7 separate regions of the Mus musculus genome follow, and all the other regions are linked to region 6. Evidence: chromatin contacts called from public Hi-C, HiChIP or PLAC-seq and promoter capture Hi-C data. All regions are on one chromosome and are shown on one strand. The core of a region is the stretch at or near the end of the contact, and the rest is flanking DNA. Distances in the headings are between cores, read along the strand shown.

Region 1 (3,345 bases), core at 86-2,585, 1.3 Mb after region 6:
AACAAAAAATCCTTAAACCAAAGAAGACTGGGGTAGAAAGATGCACTCTGTGTTTTAGAAGAAAGACTTTATTTTCAGGTTCTGGTTGGACTCAACAATGAAATTGCCTGCAGGACCACCCAGTTAGTAGAGATAACTTATTTCTTAAAAAGAAAAAAAAATTAAGAAGAGCAGGCAGCTTTAATTATACTTATAATGGAAACAACAGGAAATTCTCTGAACAACACTATGATCCTCAAGTGTTTCAATTTTTTTTAAAGGATTTAGTCACTCTGCTCCTGAGTGTTTTCTCTGCACAAACAATGTCTTTCTCTGAAATGATTGCACAATTCTAAGTAAGTCACCACACCCTTCTGGTCTCCATATATTCTATATATGAAAGGGATGTGTCCGTGCCTTTTGCTCTTTGCTGATGCCTCCATCTGCACAGAGCTCGGGATAAAGTGCAACTTCCTAGTAATTCATGGCATCTGCTCACCCCAGCCCTGACAAGCTTGCATTTTCTTTTTCTTTTTTTAAAAATAATATAGCGCTCACTTTAAGCAAGCCTAAAACGCTACCTTATAACAGCAATAATTACTATGAATAGGGAGCAAAAATATGTTTGTGGACTCATTAGCATCAGGCAAGAATCATTTCTCCTTCTATCACATGGGTCCTGAGACGTCAAGTGTCAAGCCAGGCAGCAAGCACCTCAACTGTTCAGCTGCCTCCAGGCTTGCAAGTATTTCTTAAATCACAAGCATTTCAACTTTGTCCATATAGGTAATGGTACCTTAAGTCCGTTAGAATAGTTTGCTTTTTTTGGCATCATTAACAGTTTACAAAAATAAATGAAGGTTTCTCTAGTAGATGATTTTTATAAAAGGAACAAGCAAACTAAAAGATTTTCAATTACTTGTTCTGAATCAAACAGCTACTGCCTGGAGGGTTTAAACTTGAATCAGAAAGAGTATAGAGGGCACCTGGTGCAGTAAGTATACATGATTATAGTCAATGGAGTAATAGAGTGGCCACTGCAATCAGAAGGACTTCATAGACCATCAGAAACCTTGGTTCATGTTTATGGTCAGATATTGGTGGAAGAAAAGGCTGAGGGAACTTCAGGAGATATCCACTCAAGAAGAATCATGATAAAAAGTTTATGTAAACATTCACACATAATTTCAATGATTCCAATAGTTGTTTCTAGTGTAGATCTTATTTTCTTGTGCAGTTTGTCTATGTATTTTTCTTGATCAGTTTGCATTCTGGCTTCCTTTCAATATTCTCCCTTCAGCAGGCAGAAGAGGGAGGACCTCCCACTTCTCTGGTTGACAGACCTTTAGCTCGTCTGTTAGAACAGTCTGTTTGTTCCCCAAATGTCTAGTCACCCAAGAAAAATGCCCTTCTGCTACTTCCTTTTTTACTTGCGAAATTAGGAAGATAGCTTTAAAACATGTATTTTATTTTTTCTCAAACAAATTTATGACTAACAAGGCAAATGTTCAAAGGTACGGAGAGAAAATACCCAATGTTGTAACTCAAGTACATTTGAGGAGGACACAGAGATTTTAGAGGTTTCTAAAATCTGGAAAAAAAATGCCTGCCCTCTGTGTCCTTTCTCTCATATCATGTACTTTTTAAAAATTGGCTTTATATTTCATTTCTTTGTTTGTTTCAACTTAAACACATGTAGTCAGAAAGGTTGAAGATAAACGAGACTGTTACTCATTTCAGAATTCAATCACCAAACTTGCATGATTGTAAAACTGATTATAAAAAAATTATAAAGCAGATCCTGTTTTATTGCAAGGATGTCAATTGTGTTGCCCAATCTTAACACTCATCAAACACAATTTATATAACTAAATGTTTAAAATGAGAATTATTTGCTCTGTTTTAGAAAATCTACTACCACACATTCATCTATCTTAGTGATCTAGTAATTCATTCCCACAGGTATTACTAGAGCTGAAAAATATGGTAAATATTTTGTAGTTTCGATATAACTTAGTGGCCAAACAACAACAAGCTAAGGACTATATATCACTAAAAGAAATCATATTGTACTTTGAAAATGTATTTTGAAACTTTACAGTAAAAAACAATGTCCTTAATTGCCATTATGTCATTTTCTTTCTACTGTTCACACTCTGTCTTCTCTATGCCCAAATCTAGTTCCCATTTTCCAAATTATGTTTCTTTGAAAATAGTGGCTATCTTTGCTTTAGCTCTATCATGGAAACTAGGAAGAGGTATTGAGAAAACCTGGTGAGATAGAGCCAAATGAGCTTTCTTAAGTCATTTACAGTCCTGAGAATTAATTGGAGTTTAAATGGTTAGTGGAGCACAATACTTTTCCTTATTTTGATACATCCTATTCAATCTGGTAGGACTACAAAGATAAGCCACAGTGAGAGTTGAAGGCATCCTGGATATTTCCAAATGAAAATCATAAAGAATGCATGTCATACCAATTTGTGGATCCATGCCTATGATTCCTCATCCAATCATTAAAATATTTTAATATAACATGAAAACAGTTTTGCACTGAACACTTTTAGGTCAATAGCCTTTTTCCAGTTGGTTTCCATAACTGAATTTAAACTTGAGAAAGTTGTCAAAGAGGTCTTTGCTTAAAGAAGTATTTGGGAATATGAACAATATTTCTGATTCCCTGATCACCACATAAATTCCGTGGGAAATCCGGAAATTTAAATTCAAAATAATACTGCCATTTATCAATTCTAGCCTTTCCTAGCTCTTCAGGGCTAATACAACTGGAGAAAACAATTACTATTCTCCTACTTAACCTGCTATCTATTTGTGCCAATTTGTCCTACTACCTACCTTTGTCAAATTCTATTGTTTGCAGTTATTTGAGAATTTCCTATGTTTTGATTATATTCAACTCTCAGTAATTTCCAGTTGTACCCTCATTTCACTATCTTCCCCAACTTCTTTTTTTGTTTTTGTTTTCACATTGATCTTTCAAGATGAAAATGTGCTGCCTGAATATTCTTAGAAGTGTATCTTTCGACTTGAAATTGGTTGACTTACTAAGCAAACTTGTCTCTCACTTTTTAAATAGTTTTATTAGGTATTTTCCTCATTTACATTTCTAATGCTATCCAAAAAGTCCCCCATACCCTCCCCCCACTCTCATACCCAACCACTCCCCCTTTTTGGCCCTGGAGTTCCCCTGTACTGGGGCATATAAAGTTTGCAAGTCCAATGGGATTCTCTTTCCAATGGTGGCCGACTAGGCCACCTTTTGAAACATATGCAGCTAGAGTCAAGAGCTCTGGGGTACTGGTTAGTTCATAATGTTGTTCCACCCATAGGGTTGCAGATCCCTTTAGC
Region 2 (3,046 bases), core at 166-2,665, 1.4 Mb after region 6:
GCTAATATTGGGATGTAAAAAAGAAATAATTCTTTAAATTACAAGTTTCTGTATGTGTGTCTTCATTCAATATGATAACAATAATTATGGTATTAAAATATATAATTTAATTTTCTTAAAGATAATAATAATAATAATAATAATAAAAGTATAATATAACATTTTACAAGTATGTCCCAAAACAAAAATAAAATTCAAATGAAAGTTTTCTAAAGAGGAAAATCAGGTAGTGTGTATCTAAAATATCTACACATGGGAGACAGAGGTAGTCAAGATATTTATGAATTCCAGGCCATCTACATGGTGAGTTCCAGACCACTAAGAGACTCATAATGAGACCACACTTCCTCAGAAAATGTAAGGGAACCTACTGCAGCAATCAATTGATACATATCCATTGTTCAAGCTACTCAGGACTTTGAAGCAGGGTAATCACTGAGCTCAGTAGTTTTAGTCTGGTAACAATGAGATTATATTTTTAAAGAAGTATATTATTCTAACCTGAACTGTTGTCAGAGATCAGAGCTGTATGTATTGTATTATATTTAATATATATGATTTAATAGTGATTAAAGACTTAAATATAATTTGAACCTGATCCAAGCCCTGCCCAACCTATAGTGTTTTAACACATCTAAGTAGCTGAATCCTTGATAACTGTATTTGCACATTTTAAATGTCAATGGATGGTTGCAACAAGAAGACAATCTTAAATCTGAAAGGTGGAATAAGTTACAAATAGGTTTAATATTCATTATTGAGTATTTATTAATTCTTCAATTTTCAATACGGTGCTAATATTCACATTCAGTGAAAACAGATGGCTAGTTCTCAGCTGTGGTATCTGTGCTCAGATGGACTCTCTCCATAGATGTAAACATTTTAAGGAAATAGTAACTATATGCTTCCTAAAAGAGAGAAAATGCTCCTTGGGAAATTAGTTCTGGGTTGGTAAGCTATCTGCAACAATGGAACATAGACTATTAGTAACCATCATTTGAAACTCATGATTCTCCCCTAACAGCCACACATTTAAAAAATTAGTACCCACCACAGAAGGTTCCGCAAGTCACAGTCCTTCTGTGTGGATGGCCAGTAGAGAGCCTTGTAATGACAGATGGTTTAGTTAATTGCAGAATTAAACTTGATGTTATTGAGACATGATTCCAGTGAATAGTATTTTCCAGACAGTGTTTAATAAGAAGCATGCGGTTGTGTAGTTCTTGCTCAAAAAAGGGAACCTGGTTGCAATGACTACCTTCTATAATCAGAGTAGGAGGGCAGAGGATGTTAACTTGATCACCCCCATGCACCCAGTTCCAGTAAGCTTATCAGGGTCTAACAGTGACTCCACCCTAAGCATTGTGAAAGAAGAGGCTGTTGAAACAGCACCTGGCATTTCACACTGAACTCCGGTAACACTCGCTGAGTCAGTGACCACATGAAGGGAAAGTACAAGGGATGTTGTGCAGGCCTCCCTGGGTTAAGCCCTGGTGCTAAGAATGGACTCATCAGAGAAATCACGGGGTTCATATGCAGCGAGAGTGAGGCAAGCTTTAAAACACTGGGTTTTAACACTACACATGTAAACATTTATAGAAGGATCAGGATTTGGTAGTAATAGGTACTTTTAGTGTTAGGATTTATATATTTCTTCCTGGGGGGAAAAGAAACTGAGAGAGCATCTGATATGAGTAGCAATCAGACTTAGAGTAAGCATATTTCCACTTGATATTTGCAATACTATGTTTTACTGCATTCAACAACCTTGAATGTGTTTAAGCGAAGAAAGAACATTTATTTACCTGTGAATATTACAATTTTTTTTTGTTTATAGCTGAATAGAGTTCTGTGTACCTGCAACCATTTCATTATCCACTGATCAGTTGAAGGAAATTTAAGTTGTTTTCATTTCCAAACTGTCTGCGTTACTCTCTGCTGCACTAAACTCTGATTTCTCTTTTCACTCCCAGTCTTCTGCAGTACTCACTCTCTTCACACCTAAACATGAGTACTGAACATGGCTGAACAAATATATGTGGACAGGATGTCTACTCCTTTGGATATATGCCAAGAAGCAGTATAATTGTGTCATATGGTAAATCTATTTTTAGACTTTTGAGAAAAGTTCTACACACTGATTTCCAGAGTGGCTTCACAAGTTTAAAATTCTACCAAGAGTGAATGAGGCTTCCTCTTTTCCTTGTTTGCATTTGTTATCTTGATGTCATTTTCATCTTAGCCCTTCTGACCGAGCAGAGATGAAATATCAAGTCATTTTAATTTGCAATTCCCTAATTGATAAAGGTGTTAAATACTTTCTAAGATATTGGTTGCCTGTTTTTGTATCTTCCTCTAAGAAGAATCTGTTCAGAACCATATCTGTTTTTCAAAATGGACCAATTGTTTTGATACTTTCTTGTTTTAATCCTTGATACATTCTAAATATTACTCTTATGTCAATTGTAAAGCTGGAAGATATTCTTTCCTACTCTGTAGGCTTCCTTTATACTCTGATGAGGTAGAAACTCTAATAGTCAAGTAGTTAACCCAGATCCACAAACATGAATACTACATGTTCTCTCTTATTTTTGTTTCTTAGCTCTACATCTATAGATATGCATATACAACCTAGAGTAACCAAAGAATAAATGAAATTAGGAAGGTAGATGAAAGTAGACAAGTGCTGTAGATAGGCAAATGTACAAATGTAAGTACTGTGAAATAATAAATAAAAAAAAGTGGGGGAGAGCGGCTTCAACAGGGGCATGAGGGGAAAATGAGTACAGACAGAGAGGGAGGAAGAGGGATAGAGTTCTTTAAGAAGACATAATGTTTCATTATATTATATATACCCGAGCCACTTAAGTAAATAGTTACCTCCAAGAGCCAAGGACAATCTAACAAACACCCCAATATCAGACATGAGAAGCCCCCTCTCTATTGTTGGTGAGGAGAAACTAAAGGATCTATATAAAAATATAGGCTACTGCTATTACCTTTTCTTGCCTCCCAGAATTTCAAGATAAGGGTCTCTATTGCTGAA
Region 3 (3,368 bases), core at 799-3,298, 1.5 Mb after region 6:
ACATTTAACAATTTATTGGTGTGTGTGTGTGTGTGTTTGTGTGTGTGTGTGCGTGTTTGTGTGTGTGTGTGTGTGTGTGTTTGTGTGTATGTGTGTTTGTGTGTGTGTTTGTGTGTGTGTGTGTGTGTTTGTGTGTGTCTGTGTGTGTGTGTGTGTTTGTGTGTGTGTGTTTGTGTGTGTGTGTTTATGTGTGTGTGTTTATGTGTGTGTGTTTGTGTGTGTGTGTGTTTGTGTGTGTGTTTATGTGTGTGTGTTTGTGTGTGTGTGTGTCTGTGTGTGTGTTTATGTGTGTGTGTTTGTGTGTGTCTGTGTGTGTGTGTCTGTGTGTGTGTGTTTGTGTGTGTTTCTTTGGAGGTCAGACAACCAGAAGAGAGTATCTAATCCCCGACAACCTGTCCTAAAGTTGAGTCTGCTAATCAGGCTGTTGGGAATCAATTTTAGTACTTTGCAATATAAACAAAACTCTGAACCATGGTTTCAGAGTCCCTCCTAACCCAATTTTCCACCTTGAATGCTGATACCTAAGGTATACACATAAGACTTATACATATAAGGTATACATATAAGACTTATACATATAAGGTATACATATAAGACTTATACATATAACGTATACATACAAGACTTATACATATAAGGTATACATACAAGACTTATACATATAAGGTATACATACAAGACTTATACATATAAGGTATACATATAAGACTTATACATATAAGGTATACATATAAGACTTATACATATAAGGTATACATATAAGACTTATACATATAAGGTATAGATATAAGACTTATACATATAAGGTATACATATAAGACTTATTTACCAAAAGATTTTTACTTGTAAACACTAGGTTGAGATAACCTAAATTTTATGATTTACATATTTTATCATATTAAAAATTTGAGACATGCTTTAGATCTCTTGTCATCAAGTTGTAAGCTTATATCACCTAGGGGCTCATAGAGTTCAAACCACCTAGTCATTATTGATTCTTTGTACAATGAAAATCTGTTTCATAGATATCCACATAGAAATGAGAAGTACATATTTATGACAGTTAATATAGTAGATTTATCTCTGAAAATGATATAGATAAATTTCCCTTTATATATTCCAGTAATACTATTTATTCAAGAGGCCATATTAATAATTTAAAGGGCAGTTTTCTATACATTTGGATCTTTACAGATTGCATATAAGACACAGCTGACAACACAGTAGTTCTTGATTTAATTTATACCTCATGGGTCATGGTGAAGGAGAAATACAGTTTGTGTGAATTCTGCTCTCTGTTTACATAGTGGAAATGCTCCTAGTTAGATGAACTGATCCATAGCTTCCATAGCAGAGAGCTCTGTAAACCATGCCTATGGGGTTGTATGTAATCATTCATATATAAAACCATTTATTTACATCATTGCCATAGGAGGGGCATATCCTCTCCCACACAGATAGCTTGTTTGATGTATATCACTTCCTAATTGCTTCAGGTAACACATCTAAGTCTGCACTCCCTTACTGTTCTTTCTAGACAAAAATAAAGTGATAGACTCCATTTATTGCAAAGCAGGCAGTGAGATGGTATGCATGTTGGCTCACCTACTCCTAACCCTCTTCACATGAAGTGCCCTTCAGGTAAAGCACACTCACCACCCTTCTCCTTGCCTTAAATAAATACCTCCCTTATTCTCAATGCTCAGGATTTATGTGTTTCTTATAAAAGATAATTAAACGAGCCACCATTCAAGTTGAAGGGTAAGAAGCTCTCATCAGCAGATTTTAAATATACCATTTACTCTCACTTCTCCTGAATTACCAGACCTTAGTTCATTCCTTTCCTCCTTAAGTACTTTGGTAGTTCAGTTTTCCTTTCCTAATTTTGTTTCTAATACTTCCCTACTTCTTAGAGTGTCTTCTATGCCTTCTTTCCTAAGCACAACTAATCAATCGCCCATCCTCTTCTCAACTTCCCAGAAGACACAAGTCCTCAGAGCATAGCAGCTTTCCCAGTGCTACTCTCAGCCCATGACCCATGCTGGCAAAACGTCTGCTCCCATGTGGCCGCATGTTTCATAAGGAGAGCTACTAAAATGCAGGCAAGCACATCGTCTTAATTGCTTGCTAGTGGGCACTCAGCCAACATGCTGTTAGCAGAATGAAACCCAATCTTAGAGAAAAAGTGCTGAAGCCCTGCTCTGGACCCAAGCCCCATATGGATTGCATGTGTTTTAGGGATATTTGAACAAGATGAACTCTTTCCACTCCTCTGGGTGGGAATATCATCAGTCCATGGGTTTTTAGAACACTTTCATTTTGGTGTAATAATCTCCACTGCAAGACAGTTTTAAGAGCAAGCTCTTTACCTCCTTTCTGACTTCTGACATAAACAGATAAGAATATATCCTCATTTTTTCATGTCTGAAAACAGTATTTTCAATTCTATTTTAAACTGATTATTGCTTCTAAATACTCCAACAAAGCATTTTGAGAGTTTTAAGGATTGGTACTGTTATTAGGTAAATATTTGGTCTTTGCTGTTTCAATAGTGTAAACTTCAGCTGACTTTTCTTTATACAGGGTTATTGTGGTGCCTCCTTGAGTGGCTGTGAAAAAAATCAAAAGGATCAAAGCTCTTGTAATTGTGCAGTCTACAAAGAAAAGGTCCAGTCAATTTTGGATTATAATGTTACTGCTAAAAATTACAATCTAATAATATTGCCACTGGGAAAGCATCTGAGTATATATTACAATGTATATATTCTGTATTCTTTTTGATGTATTGTTCTTTGGATTACGTTCTATGTCATCTTTTCTAAAGAGCCGAAGAATGTCTTTAAATTTATAGGTAGTAAAACAAGGAAAGGAGTAAGACAGAGAAAAATACTTTCTTACATTTCTTTATATTATCTTATTACAACAATGAGCCCAAAATTTAAGTCCTGGATCTTCTTTTCAATACTAAATCACTGTCATCTGATAATAGGAGGGTTGTAGATAACCTTTGTTTTGTCCTGTAGTAGAACTTCAGAACGCTGAATGAAGAGAAAAATAACTTAAGTATCAGAATAATTTTGCATTCCGTTTTAAATTACATTCATTCTGGAAGGTTTTGATAACTTCTTGTACCCATCTCTTGAAAACTGTTCTTCCAACAAACAGGGTTGGAATCCAGGAAGGAAAATATAAAACTCATTTCTCTTCTCACTCTAGAATCTTTAGGAGGCCTCCAGACATCGAGCAGCTTGCCTTAAAATCCAGGAATTTCCTAAAGGACATGGAGATAGTACCCTTTGGGGGATGTGTTTTCATTTGGTATAATAAAGAATTAAAACACTCACACAGAATAATGCTAGTACTTTCTG
Region 4 (3,280 bases), core at 679-3,178, 1.8 Mb after region 6:
GTGGATAAAATCTGGAGTGTAAGAATAGACTAAATACATTTTTTTTAAAGTTGATTGATGTGCAGGAACACTAAAAGATAGATATAGATGACAAGAATAGAGATTTTTAGGTAGAGATACAGATAGAGAAAATAGTGATGGAGATAGAGATACACACACACACACACACACACACACACACACACACACACAAACACACACACACGCGTGTGTGTGTGTTTTGCAGAAAGTATTTAAAGACCAGAAGGCTTCCTGCACTACCAGTGCGCCACATGTCTCCAGCCAGGTGGTCTCTCTGGGCGGGGCCAGAGCTCCAGAGTTCCTTTCACAGCCACAGCAGCCCCATGCAACATCCACCCCACAGCCAGCTGCCATAGTTTTCAACAACCCAGTAGAAACAAAAATCTAGAAGCTGATAATTATAAAGTCTGATTTATACATCAATAAATTCTCAGTTCACAAGATGCCAATACAATAATTTCAGAACCAGTTGATAATGATAAAAGCTACCCACCTAGATTAGAAAAATTATCACAATTATTCTATCCTTTATGATATCATCTGTGGCTATTAAAACCAGGCTGGATCTGGCTCTTTTTCCTGTCCATCCATTTCCATCTTTGCTCTTCTCCTTTCTTCTCTGATGCGCTCTCTCTCTCTCTCTCTCTCTCTCTCTCTCTCTCTCTCTCTCTGCAACCCTCCCCTTCCCTTTTCCATGTCGAATCACAGGCATACATATATGGAGAGAGAGAGAGAGAGAGAGAGAGAGAGAGAGAGAGAGAGAGAGAGAGGTGTGTGTGTGTGTGTGTGTGTGTGTGTGTGTGTGTGTGTTTCTGTGTATGTGTCTGTGTGTTTATGATAGCATTATTTATGTGGACAACCAGGTTTTCAGACATCATCTATCAAGGAAGTTAACATGTCTCCAGCATATATTTTTCGTATCTTCATCAAACATTATGTAGCTGTAGTTATATTCATTCATGTATAGGTCTTGTTTTTTGTTCCACTAATCTGCAAGTCTTTTTGTTGCTGATTCCATGGTGTCTTTATTACTATAGTTTTATAATGTATCTTGAAAACTGCAATTTCTCATCTTTTTTTTTTCTGCTCTGGATTTCTTTGGCTAGCTGGATGCCTCTGTGGTTCCATGCAAATTTTAGAATAACACTTGCTTTGTACACAGAGCTATGGAGTACGCCTTTCATTATTCTCTTGGAATCATTTGATAAGTATTGGTTGTAGATCTTCATTGATAGCCTGGTAGAAGTCTGTTGTAAATTCATCTGAAACTGGTATTTTTTACTTGGAAAGCCTTTATTGGTTTTTCAGTCTTATTATTACTTAAACTTTGATGGTTTAGATGAATTTGAAAACTTTTATTTTTTTTTTTAGAATTTCTAATTTTTAAGTATTCTCTTATTTCATTCTAAATGTCTTATGTATATTGTTTACATGGTTCTTTTTAATTTAGGTTATCTCTTTGGTTAAGTGAGGCAGGAGTGGTTTTTTCTTTTGTAGGCAAATAGAGGCATGAGTTTTATGCTTAAATCTTTTAATATGTGCCCAATGTTTCTTTTGTTCTGATTTCATTTATATCTAGGTACTTTGTTTTTTCTTTTCTTTCCTTTCCTTTCTTCTCCCCCTTCCTTCCTTTCTTACTTTCTTTAGTCTCCATCAATTAGTATATTATTATTTAACCTGCATGAGTTTCTGAGATGACTAGAGATTTCCTTGTAAAAGTAACTTTTATTAACCTGATGTGTTGCCATTTCCCACGTTTACTGCCTCTGTCTGCTAACCTAGGCCTAATCTTGGAAACCTCTGAACAACCTAATCTAGGACTCTAATGTTTTCAGCCTCTCAGATTTACTGATGAATAAGCTGAGCCTTTCTTGTTCTTTCTGATATTTGGCTGGCTGATTCAACTAAGCAGTTCTGGCTCAAACTCCTCTCCACTCTAATTGATTCAATCTGGCTTCTCTGTTTCTCCTGAATTGCTCTGCTTGGCCTCACATTAATTTTGGCAACCTTTTGTAATCTTCTTGTTCTTTCTCATTCTCTGGCTCGTTCTTTCTTCACCTATGACTAGCTTGTTCTCTCTTTTCAACCTTTCTCTGCACAACTGTACAGGTAAAACTGCCTCCTCTTTCTCCCCGTCCCCCTCTCTGTCTCTGTCTTTGTCTCTCTCTGTCTGTTTCTCTGCATTGCCCTTAAATACTTTCCCCTTCAGTTCCCTTTTAGGGTGTGTCTGTCAAATCATTTTCTAATTTATCACATTGTCTACCACTCTATTAAACATCACTTTCAAACATCAGTGCTTGCTCCCACAAATTAATCTCACCCTCATTATTTGGAATTAAAGGCATGTCTGTATGCCATTCAGTAGGATGATAGGTCTGTGTTAAGGGCTAAGCCACACCACAACTAGAGTTTTGTTTTGTGTTGTTTTGTTTTTCAGTAAATAATACAATTCAGTGTTCACAGTGTGATCAAATATCTCGATACACAGTTTGCTGTTAATTTTAACCTGTTTTTGTTTCTATCAGAAAAGATTCATGGATTTATTTAGTTTTTTTCTGTCCTTACTATGTTTTGTTTTGTGTCTCACTGTATTTCCTTTTTTAAAAAGTTTCTGTTTGGGTGGAATGGTTTGCAGATTGTTTTAGTTCTCTCTGACCTAATCCCATTCAGTTCTGGTGCTTCACTTGTTTAATTTTGTCCCAATATCCTATTATAAAAATATGGTATTAATATTATCTTCTATTGTTGGTTTATATTTAATCTGTGCCTTCAAATCTCCTGACTGTTGTGTGTAATTTTAAAATCAGCCCATGCTAAATCCAGCTATGCACTGTCAAGGACAGTCACTGTTTCTAGCCCATCGCAGAGCCTGAGACCTTGACCACATGTTTCTCCCAGCCAATGCTTCTCCCACAAACATGCACTTGTCTCTCCAGAGGCTCTCTTGTTAGCCCACCACCCCAAGGCCAGCTGCGGGAGCACTGTCTCCAGCCTGTGCTCTTCTATGGTTACTTACCTCTTCTCTGAAGCTTGGTCCTCTGCCCAGTCTTCCTGCTCCAAAGCCTGGATGAATTCCACCCCGGTTATGTTCTGCACCTGCCTACCTGAGTTGCCAAGAATGGAAAACACCAAACAATCTTAGTTTAAAATCAACAGATGATATAAAGCCTGGGCGTGGGCGCGGAATCTATTGTCTTAAACTACCAGGGTTCTAACAGCATCTTCACCCCACCCCATTCCCTCTCTCAGACCCAGAAAG
Region 5 (3,064 bases), core at 85-2,584, 1.3 Mb after region 6:
TGAAGTTAGCTCATTTTTAATGGAGAGGTAAAATCATCTGACTTTGTTTTAAATGATCTATATTTCTTTTTTGCTTAGGATAGACTTAAAATATAGAAGGGCGGGAGTGAGCAAATCTGTTTGGAGGCTAGTATGGTCATTTAGAAGGTGGGATTTTGATCAAAGCTGCACAACTGGAAAAGAGGCATCTGATTCCCTATGTATTATGATGGGAGAAGCCAGAATATTGTGATTGAATGAAGATGTCAGGTTTGATTCCAATGGTAAGATGGAGGTCGAGCAATTCAGTGGTTTGAAACCATTTCCAGAAATTGGGTGGGTTTCAGAAAGAATGAGCTTAGGGCTGGGAGAAGATTGTAAGAGCAGTTTTTTGAGGTCACTCTTAGGTGTCTTTGATAGAGAAGCTGAAGATATAAGCTTGGATTTCAAGGGAAGACTCCTAGATGAAGTGATGTAGTGTAGGCATTGGTAGTGTTCTGGGTTTACAAAAGTGCAAGAAGTGTGACTACAAAACGCCTAGGATAAGAGTTGGAAAGAAAAAAAGTTTAAAAATTTTAAAAAGAGTGAAAAACATGTTGTGGTGAGTAATTTTAATAAAACAAAGATAATCCTTTTACTAATATAAGAAAACCAAATGTGAGAAATAATTTGCTTAAAAATCAGTTCTTCAATTAGCTATTAAATAGTCTCTTGATATATAGTATATAGTAAAATAGGAGATGATTACCTTACCTAGTATATTAATGGTCAGCAATTGTATTTTCATCTTTAGAGAGTTTGGAATCTTGAAGAATGTGGGTAGATCACTCTACTAATTTGGCCTATTTGGAAGATATAACATTATTTTCTCAATCTATCTAAAAGAAACACACATACACTAATGTCCTTCTTTACTCTCATAAAATTATGTACAAAAATGTATACATCAAAGACTCTCCATTACATACAAATATAGAACTACATGGATCTTACCATAATGTATTCAAAATAGATGATGCCTTGGTAATGTCAAATTTTCTGATGTTAATAATTAGAATGTCCATTTTGGATAGAAAAAACTAAACACTCTCCATGATTCCTTGGTGATGTGGGTGTCATTGTCTTACAGAATTCATGCTTCTGAATTTTTGCTTTCATCTACTTCAGGTTGTCTCTCCTCCCTGGAGACTGATGGTAGGTGCAACAATTATGAGGGCAATACTGAGAATAATTCATCACAGATGGTAAATTACAGGTTAAGTGAGGAAAACCTTTCTTTCTTCCGGCCACCCACTCTTCATTTTCTTGAAATAGGAACATGGAGCTCTGTGCCCTTTGCTGTAGGTATGCCAAATCTCCAGCCTGCTATTCATCTGGTTTAAATGACTTCCATTTGCTGTTTTAAGGGATGACAGAATGTTATGCAGAGTGCTTTGCAGGTACCAAAAAATGCAGTAATTCAGTCTTGAAGTTTAACTGGCAAAAGGAAGCCCCCTGGGTCTGGCACAGACATAAGGACTTCTCTCTCATAATAAATAACATTTGCTATTGCTAATACAACAATGGAATGGTCTGATAACGGATTTGTTTCAGAATAATGTTAAAAAACTGGAAGTATATTTATTTAATTATTGTGAATAGACAGTGGGAATATTTGGTTCTGTATCTCTCTATCTAAACTTCCATGAAAATACAGTAAAAATAAAAATAGAGTCTTGTTATTTTAGCCCTTCGATCACCTATATGTTCTCAGAGGTAGGAAATACAGAAATTCCACATGAAATTTTTTTCTCTTGATTATTTAGAATAATGAAATCATCTCTTCTTGGTCATTCAGATTGGACCAGTGGGCTGTAGTAGAACATTCCTTCAGCTCTGCGTTTATTTTTCTAAGCAAGTTCACTGAAGTGTTCTGAAAGGACATGGGAAAGGATTTGGGGCAATGGCCGGGGGAAGCAAAGGAAACTTGGATTGCCAAGTAAACAGAGAAGATTAGACAGACTAGAAAATAAAGTTGGAGATTTAAGTTTTAGCTTCACCCAATAACTGACATGCTATGAGCTAAGAAAATTTGAGCTGAATTCTAGCTGAACTTCTATGGATAAACTATGGGTGATTACTTGAACTCTTCTTATACAAATGCCTGGAGGTCTTGGTAAGTGTGTATCCAGAAATTATAATTAAAGGTTCTCTACATTTCTTATGTGATCAGAATTGATGACACACACTTTTTAATCGATTTACAATCCCTGTAAATTCCCTGTTTGATCCCTGTTGGATCTATATAGAAATATTATAAATTGTAAATTTCTTTCCTCTATTTGAAAAACATAATTAAATATGACATATATCCAAATAACCCATATATATATGTGTGTGTGTACTTATCATATATGTGATATATTATATCTATGAATATATGGGTCCCTAGACAATATCTCACATTGTAATATGGAGGAAGTACCTTCAAATATCTAATTTAAATCATTACCACTGCAATTTAATATTAGTAACCTTGAGCTAACAAGTATCTTAATCAATCCTATTTTGTCATTCTTGCTATATTTTAATGGCTTCATGTAGCCATTAAAATTTTCTCTTTTTATAATTTGAATGAGTCTAGCTATAAAGGTTTCCATAAAACAGGCTAAAGAGGAAAAGCAAGAAGAAGAACTAGAAGATGTAATCCATGAGCTCCATAAGGGTTTGCTTCTCTAAGACACAGTGTGAATAACATAGGATTTATTATCCCCAAAGCAATGGCATTTCAAGATTGGTCAATACTCATGTGCAATGTTAAATAATGAGCAAGGAGTAGAGCTGTTGAGCTGAGGTCACCAAGCAGCTGTGATATTGAAAAATGGTAATGTTTAATGCGGAGCAGTGTTGCGTACAGATAAACCAGAGTTCTATGTAGTTATGGTGTTAAGAGCATTTATATACAACAGTGGAAGATCAATTTTAAATAAATTCCACATCCTTAAGTTGTTCCTCCCTTTGAATGTAGATTTACTTTCAACTTTGTTGGGTTAGTATAATACTCTCTTTGAAGCTGTCTTCAGGGCTTCTATCAATGTGAAAGACT
Region 6 (3,172 bases), core at 280-2,779:
GAGAAAGAAGCAGAGGTCAGGAAAGCATTTTACTTTCTCAGTGGGCTGGGGAGTTGGTCAAATCAGGATCAAGTTTGGTACAAGAGTGTCTATCAGAAGGGTCCATCTAGTAAATCCTTAATAAAGGCAAGTAGTTCTGTTAGTTCCTTCTAAATCTCTGGAAAATGTAAAATAGTGAAGCTGAATAACACTGCTGAGGTCCCTCACCAACAGAGAGTCCTATTAGTCTAGGATTTATAAGGTAAAACTGTCAGCATGATTTCAGAACAGAAGTAAAGACACTGTGTTGCTATAAAGTGTATTCGTAGGTATGGTTTAAGTTTGTCGGAGTATCCTGATTCAAAATGTGTTTCCCCAATCCTCAATATTAAACTGTTTCATTAAATACAGAACAAGACCCTAAGGACAACAGTGTATAATTCTTCTCAGTTGAAGCTGAGAATCTATTTCACATCAAAACCTGGAATGTACTAATGAAAATTCAGTATCTCACTGGGTATGTGGGTTCCAACATGAAACTCTTGTCACTGATAAAGCTTAAGGTAAACGGGTTAATAAGACACAATAAAATGGCTCTGTTGAGTTATACTGCCTTTTCCCCCACAGCAGTTCCTTTACCTAACCACTACAGTAAGCTTTAAAGTCAACTTCAGGGGTGCTAAGTCACGCAAGCTGGGCACAGAGGGGACGATGATCCTCAGCGTGGAGAACGATCGCCTTCAATTCACGTTTTCCATTTCCTTAACTGTGATACAGATGGGAGGGAAAATGTAAGCCCTTTCCTTTGAACTTCCCAGGGCCTCAAGGCACTAACTTTAAGAATTATTTCAAAGCTTATCCAATGAGGGGTAGTTCTACGACTGTAAAAGTTGCACGAGCCCCGCGAAGTGGGAATTGGGGTGCAGACGCTGCCTATCGCGAGATCGAGGGTTAAACTGATTTATTAATGCAACTTTGCTGTCGTTCGGTTAGTTGTAAAGACTTATTAACTCCAAGAGCCCTTCCTCGCTTTAGAAAGCCCCGTCAGGCGGGATCCTGCGGAAACATCAGGCCTATGCCGAATCCTCTAATGAGGGGCCGCGAGGTGTTGGGTCTCGCCGCCTGAGGTGGATCCCGAGTAGGAAAGCGCAGGCCAGGCCTTGCTGCGCGGGAGCCATGGCACGATGTCCCAGTGTCCGCCTGGACTCTGCCCTTCCCAAGCTCCGCGCTAGGGAAAAGCATCGCCCGGGGCCACAGCGCGGCCGGGCAGAGCAGGAGGCCGCGCGTGCGCCCGGGAAGCGCGGCCCCGGCTCCGCCCTCCTCCCCCTCCGCTCCTCGCGGCCGCCGCCCCACTGGGAACTCCGCGCGGCGCGGCCCCGCGAGGCGGGCGCCGGGAGGGAGGGGCCGCGCTCCCCGCCTCCCGCGGCCAGCGCAGCTCCCAGCCAAGGCGACTCACCTCCTCCTCCTCCTCCTCCTCTCCTCCTCCTCCTCCACGGCTCCCTCCAGGCCACCGACAGCCCAGCTGGCGACGCGCTGACGCCGAGCCCCTCCCCCGCGGCCGCCACCGAGGCCGCAGCCCCTCCCCGCTGCGGCTGCCGCGGCCTTGGGGCGCGTCAGGCGCCGGCCCCGCCCTCGCCCCGCCCCTCCCCGCCCACAAGCCTGAGGCTCCGCCCCCGGACGGCGGCCTCCACGCCTAGTCGGTGACTCAGAGGACGCGCGGTGCTGGGCGAACTCTCCACGGTGGCGCGGCTCCTCACACCTGCTCTCCGCCCACGGGCCCCGCGTACGCTTTCCAGTCAGGCCAGCGCCCCCGCCGCCCCTTCGGCTTTTCCGTACTCTCTCTCACTCCTCTGGTCGCTGCCTCCGCTCGCTCGCGCTGCGGCCTTCTCTTCCCCTGAGAGGTCTGGGGGCTGACTCACCGGCTCGCACGTTCTCAGGCAGGTGGCTAGCCGGCACCTGTAGTCCCCTTCCCTGTCCTTCCGGGCGCGCCTAAGCCTCGGGGACCCCGCAAGGCGAGTGCACACCCTCCTGCAGGTATTGGTCAGCACGCCCCGCTTTCCCCCCCCCCCCCCTCGGAATTCTTGCGGGACCTCTCCTAGCCGATGCTGGCGTTTCCTGTACTTAACTTATATGCAGCCTTTTGGCTGTCGAGACTATACGTATTACAGATGCATCTTAGAGTATTAATAATAACATATCTGCGGTCCCCACAAGAGCAGCTACAGAGCAATTAAAAGTCAGAAAGAATCCAAGAAAGTCTAAATGGTTTCTATTAAAAATAGGAATTTATCTCCCTTACATTTCTGTGAGTCTGAATTAGTGATTTCGTATTTGGGATCACGTTGTGGATTAAATGATTCATGCAAAGACAGAACATGCAACGGTAGGTCTATGCTTTTATCTGGTAACTTCATTTTTAAAGCTACAACTTGGAACAGACTGTAGTGCAGAAATGCATTAAGCATACCAAAATAACAGAGCCTGATTAGGCCTTTGGAGTTACAACCACAAGTTGCTTAAAGTTATGTGAGAAAACATTGTTATCCTTAAATTGAACAGTGAAAACGATCTTCTGTTCTAAACAAAGCCCACACTCTATGTGGACCTCCAAAGCTTAAAACCTCTGTTGACTTGAACAACAGTATCCCGAGCATTTAAAAAGCCTAATAAACCATCTGTCCATCTACTTTTACACAAATTGGGAAACACAAAAAAAGTGAATGCAGAAAGCTGAAAATGAGAATTCCAAATGGCAAATGGATCTAGTAAATCCTTTTTCACAGAATAAAATATTGGGGAAAAGCCCAAAGCCTACTATTATTCATCAATCTGGAAAAAGCCATAATTTTATACATGAATTGTATACTTAAGATCACCGGGAGTCTTTATTATTATTTTGCTGATTAAGATCTGAAGTCCAGAGAAAATGAGTTGCCTAGCCAATATGCCCAGATTTCCCAAGACCTGTCTCACATACTTGTCAGCATAGGATTTAGAGCTACAAGCATAAAGTCACTTAAGGTCCAAATTCGTTGACATTGAGGCTCTGTCTCAGTATCCGTGGTCTGTGAGTGTGAGCTTAGGTAATGCTGTCAGAAGCCATCTCACCCTAGTATGTTCAAGGATTCTTGTTATGCAACTTGCATCTCTCAGTCAGGGATCATCTGCATGATCTCAGTGACATCTGGCCCCG
Region 7 (3,321 bases), core at 99-2,598, 1.2 Mb before region 6:
TCCTTCCGCAGCTTGGAGTGCAGGTGACCCTGGCTCTGTTATTGCTGTTCGGTTTCCATTTTGCTTTCTGTGACACAGTTCAAGATCTCCAATACTTCACCAAACCTACCCTGGGGGAAAAAATATCTCTCTTGAAGGGAACACACCCCTGGCAGCGTGCCTGCTCTGGATGGCCCCGTGGCTAGATGGATGGAGGGGTGATTTAAATGAAATCTCAAGCAGACACACGGATTCTTGGGGAGTAAATGTCCAAATATCCAGTTCTTGAAAGTGCCCACAGAGGCAAAAAGCCACAAAGGCCATGTCCCAAACAAACCACTGTTATGTTTTGTTTTTTTGTTTTTGTTTTTGTTTTGTTTTGTGTTTTTTATCAAGTCCCATCTATTAAGTCGCAATCCTCTCCCAATAGCCCATAAGATTAGGGTTGGTGACTTAACCCTCTTGCTCCCAATCCTTCCGCACAACCACATCCCTGAACGTCACAGCACTAAGGAGCAAGTATTGACCATAACTGGGGACAACTTCAAAGCCATTGAGAGATGGCACTGATCTTACACAAGAGTTAATGGAATTACACACGGAAACATTGGCAGACAAACAACACACATGTCCATCCATGGTCACTAATTCGTCTTAAAGCTTGAAAGCTAGTAATAGTAGTAGTAGTAGTAGTAGCAGTAGTAGTAGTAATTTATCCTGGTAACATTTGCTTAACCTGTGATCACTCAACTTAAACTCCCCTTAATTTCGGGACAGTATGATGCAAGAAGAGTGACTTCAAAAGATCATGGTCTTGTGTGTGTCCCGTCCATGAGTCTGGAGAATGGTCAGCTGCTGGTACTACCTGCTCACCTACACTGTTGATTAGGCTTAGCTGCTGCGTAAGGGCAATATCTACCTGTGCTTTTCCCAGGCAAACATCACCATATTTGGCCAATCTAGCCGAGCTAGGATAGCCAATAATCTACGGGGCCACATGACTGAGGCTTTTGAGAACTGCTGCCTCAACGTAGGACATTCTAGTTAGTTAAAACCCCAGAGAGGTCCCATCATTAGTATTTACGCTGATTCTTGTAATGGCCACAAGGTGGCGCCAAATCACAAAGAAAACTGACTGGAGCATGGCTGTTCTGGTGGATTTGCATATTTCGCTGCTGGGACATTTCTTTAGTCTCCCGATAGGCATCATTCCTCGATTTCCCAGATGCATTAACGTTTGCATCCGATCTTTCTTATCTTTGAAGGATTTTGTTCTAGAAATCAAGAAATCAATGAAACAGAGGGAGGGTTCGGAGACTGCAGATAATCTATAAAGCCATACAGTTAAGTCTAAGAGATGAGAGCAGACAGAGCTTGGAGTTAGGGGGACAGAAGGCCTGCACTGTGGCGGCACCTCCCTGCAGCTCCCTGTTCTGAAGAACTCTGGTATGACTTCACGTGTTCGTCTTTCTCACCACTGGATATCAGCTCTGTAGTCTCAAGTGTAACTCTGGGGCTACGTCCCTGAAGTATTAGGTGGCACCGTGAAGGTACCTGCAACTTATGCACTAGAAGGGCTTGTCAACATAGATTGGCACACACTACTGTTAACAATGAAGATCTAGTGACTGGAACAGCCTTGAGCCACACCCCCTTCCAATGAAGCACTTGGCTTCACTTCCACAAGCTGTGTGTGTGTGACTTCGTGCACACATATCGATACACCTACATGTCTATATGAATAGATTTGCATACACTAGACAAGCAGAGTTAGGTTCTCATTAATTATGCACGTTTTGGTTGCCTGTGGTTGACAATAGATTTTTTTTGTAATATTTGTGGATTTTCTGATCTGTAGCATAAAACAATTACATTATTTAAGAGGAATGTAAGCTCATTAATGCATCAGGAAGGTTAAATCTTACCTAATCTTTTATTCTGGGCACTCCCAGACAATGACCTCATCATTATCCCATCTTCTTATATAACAAGATCTGTGTTTTCTTTTGAGCTTTTCGATGGGCCCATCTAGAAGTGTCACATGTTAGGGCTCCAAAGACAAAAGCAAAATTGTCACTGTGGGACATTTGAAAAAGTTTTTTGGCTTATGTGCCTGGTATTTGGTGAGGGGCTCATACATGAAAGCAGGAAGCATGGCAACCATTTTGAGACCACGAGGGACAAGATGACAGGTTCCTAGCTAACTAAATCTTTGCAATTCTGAGTCCCAAAGTTCACTCTGTCAATGTTTGCCATAGCCCAAGTTTATATTTCTCTTTACACACACACACACACACACACACACACACACACACACACACACACAACCTTGCACATATGTCAAATCCCCTGGTACTTTGGATTTTCTTTTGTACAAGACATAGAATCCTACCTTCATTAGATAATAGCTGGAGCAGCCTCGCATGCTTTCCTTGAACTTGTCTACAAGTCTGTCTACACTTGGCACCCACTAAATATCACTGAAGCAATCTGGGCTGCTATTCTTCAATGTTCTCTGTTCTTTTAAAATTGAGCTTTAAATCATTATTTCGTTTGGACAACTCAAAACCGGAACTGAGCTATATACTTCACATGGGCTCAAAGGGGCTGCGGACACACTGTAACAGCAGACTGAAAAGGTGAAATAAAGAGAGAGAAAAATGAATGAAGTGATATAGACCATGGAAAGAAGAGGTAAAGAAGATGAGGAAGTAGAAGAGGAAGAGGAGGAGGAGAAGAAAGAAGAGAAGGAGGAGGAAGAGGAAGAGAAAAAGAAAAAAGAGGAGAAAGAGGAGGAGGAGGGAAAAGAGGAAGAGGAGGAGAAGGGAGAGGAGGAGGAGAAGGAAAAGGAGGAGTATAAGGGAGAGGAGGAGAAGGAGAAGGGAGAAGAGGAGGAAGAAGAAGAGGAGGAGGAGGAGGAGGAGGAGGAGGAGGAGGAGGAGGAGACAGCCTGAGATTCACACAGTGAATAAGGGGGTGAATGGGGAGAGTCATTATCAGTGCAGGCTCTGGACACTGGACAGGAGAAATGCAGAGTACAGAGGTATGGAGCAGCTGAGGGAACCCCTGTGTGTGTGCCGGCCTCCAGAGGGCAAATAAAAGCCACCGATTACAAAGATAGAAGCTCAGATAAAGTATGGCTTGACAGGTGGCAAGTTCTCAAGGAATATTTGCTGAAAGCAAATGATAGGATCACTGTGAAATAATCCTGTCAGTCTAATTAATCTCTGATAAGGAGGATGGGAGGGAGAATTGAAAACACCACACACAAGAGCAGCTTGCCTTTTATACGTCATCTGTAACTGTTTACTGATGACACCCTTCTTATAAAATACACTGCAA

What was found. Promoter capture Hi-C pulls out the DNA fragments that hold promoters and counts their contacts. Hi-C and Micro-C count contacts between places; a contact is called where the count stands out from the background. HiChIP or PLAC-seq counts read pairs in DNA pulled down with a chosen protein or histone mark.
Region 1: a contact with region 6 is called in an H3K27ac HiChIP or PLAC-seq map of acute myeloid leukemia, with 5 times the contacts expected there. The contact joins the enhancer-like site here to the promoter of Gtdc1 in region 6. A contact is called at or near these places in 2 of 39 promoter capture datasets (hippocampal neurons and pre-B cells), 1 of 484 Hi-C or Micro-C datasets (bone marrow-derived macrophages) and 3 of 115 datasets of contacts at active chromatin or transcription factors (acute myeloid leukemia, astrocytes and large pre-B cells).
Region 2: a Hi-C map of the Ba/F3 cell line shows a contact between it and region 6, with 4 times the contacts expected there. The contact joins the enhancer-like site here to the promoter of Gtdc1 in region 6. A contact is called at or near these places in 7 of 39 promoter capture datasets (the 3T3-L1 cell line, 3T3-L1-derived adipocytes, the HPC-7 cell line and 3 more), 3 of 484 Hi-C or Micro-C datasets (the Ba/F3 cell line, Th1 cells and bone marrow-derived macrophages) and 1 of 115 datasets of contacts at active chromatin or transcription factors (acute myeloid leukemia).
Region 3: a contact with region 6 is called in a promoter capture Hi-C map of 3T3-L1-derived adipocytes, with 9 times the contacts expected there. The contact joins the enhancer-like site here to the promoter of Gtdc1 in region 6. A contact is called at or near these places in 10 of 39 promoter capture datasets (the 3T3-L1 cell line, 3T3-L1-derived adipocytes, the C10 cell line and 5 more) and 2 of 115 datasets of contacts at active chromatin or transcription factors (the NIH/3T3 cell line and large pre-B cells).
Region 4: a promoter capture Hi-C map of second pharyngeal arch cranial neural crest shows a contact between it and region 6, with 4 times the contacts expected there. The contact joins the enhancer-like site here to the promoter of Gtdc1 in region 6. A contact is called at or near these places in 1 of 39 promoter capture datasets (second pharyngeal arch cranial neural crest), 1 of 115 datasets of contacts at active chromatin or transcription factors (astrocytes) and 1 of 9 other capture datasets (embryonic tail).
Region 5: a contact with region 6 is called in a promoter capture Hi-C map of second pharyngeal arch cranial neural crest, with 4 times the contacts expected there. The contact joins the enhancer-like site here to the promoter of Gtdc1 in region 6. A contact is called at or near these places in 8 of 39 promoter capture datasets (the 3T3-L1 cell line, the C10 cell line, the HPC-7 cell line and 5 more), 1 of 15 datasets of contacts at CTCF or cohesin (pro-B cells) and 1 of 115 datasets of contacts at active chromatin or transcription factors (pro-B cells).
Region 7: a contact with region 6 is called in a Hi-C map of the N1E-115 cell line, with 5 times the contacts expected there. The contact joins the enhancer-like site here to the promoter of Gtdc1 in region 6. A contact is called at or near these places in 11 of 39 promoter capture datasets (the 3T3-L1 cell line, 3T3-L1-derived adipocytes, the C10 cell line and 7 more), 1 of 15 datasets of contacts at CTCF or cohesin (the NIH/3T3 cell line), 5 of 484 Hi-C or Micro-C datasets (the HPC-7 cell line, the N1E-115 cell line, adipose-derived mesenchymal stem cells and 2 more) and 8 of 115 datasets of contacts at active chromatin or transcription factors (the 230-238 cell line, the NIH/3T3 cell line, astrocytes and 5 more).

What each region holds. Positions count from the first base shown.
Region 1 is chr2:46,244,551-46,247,895 of GRCm38.p6, forward strand. No RefSeq gene overlaps it. Among named protein-coding and RNA genes, the nearest start is that of Gm13470, 200 kb to the right of the region's middle. Within about 2 kb of position 1,336, at least 25 of the 459 cell types and tissues checked have an H3K27ac peak or open chromatin away from gene starts, as enhancers often do. A contact at or near this core is called in acute myeloid leukemia, bone marrow-derived macrophages and hippocampal neurons, where this site is marked.
Region 2 is chr2:46,369,801-46,372,846 of GRCm38.p6, forward strand. No RefSeq gene overlaps it. Among named protein-coding and RNA genes, the nearest start is that of Gm13470, 72 kb to the right of the region's middle. Within about 2 kb of position 1,416, at least 99 of the 459 cell types and tissues checked have an H3K27ac peak or open chromatin away from gene starts, as enhancers often do. A contact at or near this core is called in 3T3-L1-derived adipocytes, the Ba/F3 cell line, Th1 cells and 2 more, where this site is marked.
Region 3 is chr2:46,463,478-46,466,845 of GRCm38.p6, forward strand. No RefSeq gene overlaps it. Among named protein-coding and RNA genes, the nearest start is that of Gm13470, 22 kb to the left of the region's middle. Within about 2 kb of position 2,049, at least 10 of the 459 cell types and tissues checked have an H3K27ac peak or open chromatin away from gene starts, as enhancers often do. A contact at or near this core is called in 3T3-L1-derived adipocytes, where this site is marked.
Region 4 is chr2:46,676,618-46,679,897 of GRCm38.p6, forward strand. No RefSeq gene overlaps it. Among named protein-coding and RNA genes, the nearest start is that of Gm13470, 240 kb to the left of the region's middle. Within about 2 kb of position 1,929, at least 1 of the 459 cell types and tissues checked has an H3K27ac peak or open chromatin away from gene starts, as enhancers often do. A contact at or near this core is called in second pharyngeal arch cranial neural crest, where this site is marked.
Region 5 is chr2:46,200,672-46,203,735 of GRCm38.p6, forward strand. No RefSeq gene overlaps it. Among named protein-coding and RNA genes, the nearest start is that of Gm13470, 240 kb to the right of the region's middle. Within about 2 kb of position 1,335, at least 2 of the 459 cell types and tissues checked have an H3K27ac peak or open chromatin away from gene starts, as enhancers often do. A contact at or near this core is called in second pharyngeal arch cranial neural crest, where this site is marked.
Region 6 is chr2:44,925,707-44,928,878 of GRCm38.p6, forward strand. It overlaps Gtdc1 (glycosyltransferase-like domain containing 1), which reads right to left and starts at 1,530. Exons shown (of 11, transcript NM_001362987.1): 1 at 1,436-1,530.
Region 7 is chr2:43,721,808-43,725,128 of GRCm38.p6, forward strand. The region is part of intron 4 of Gm30374 (a long non-coding RNA gene); the gene reads right to left. Among named protein-coding and RNA genes, the nearest start is that of Gm30374, 6.0 kb to the right of the region's middle. Within about 2 kb of position 1,349, at least 26 of the 459 cell types and tissues checked have an H3K27ac peak or open chromatin away from gene starts, as enhancers often do. A contact at or near this core is called in the N1E-115 cell line, neural tube and pro-B cells, where this site is marked.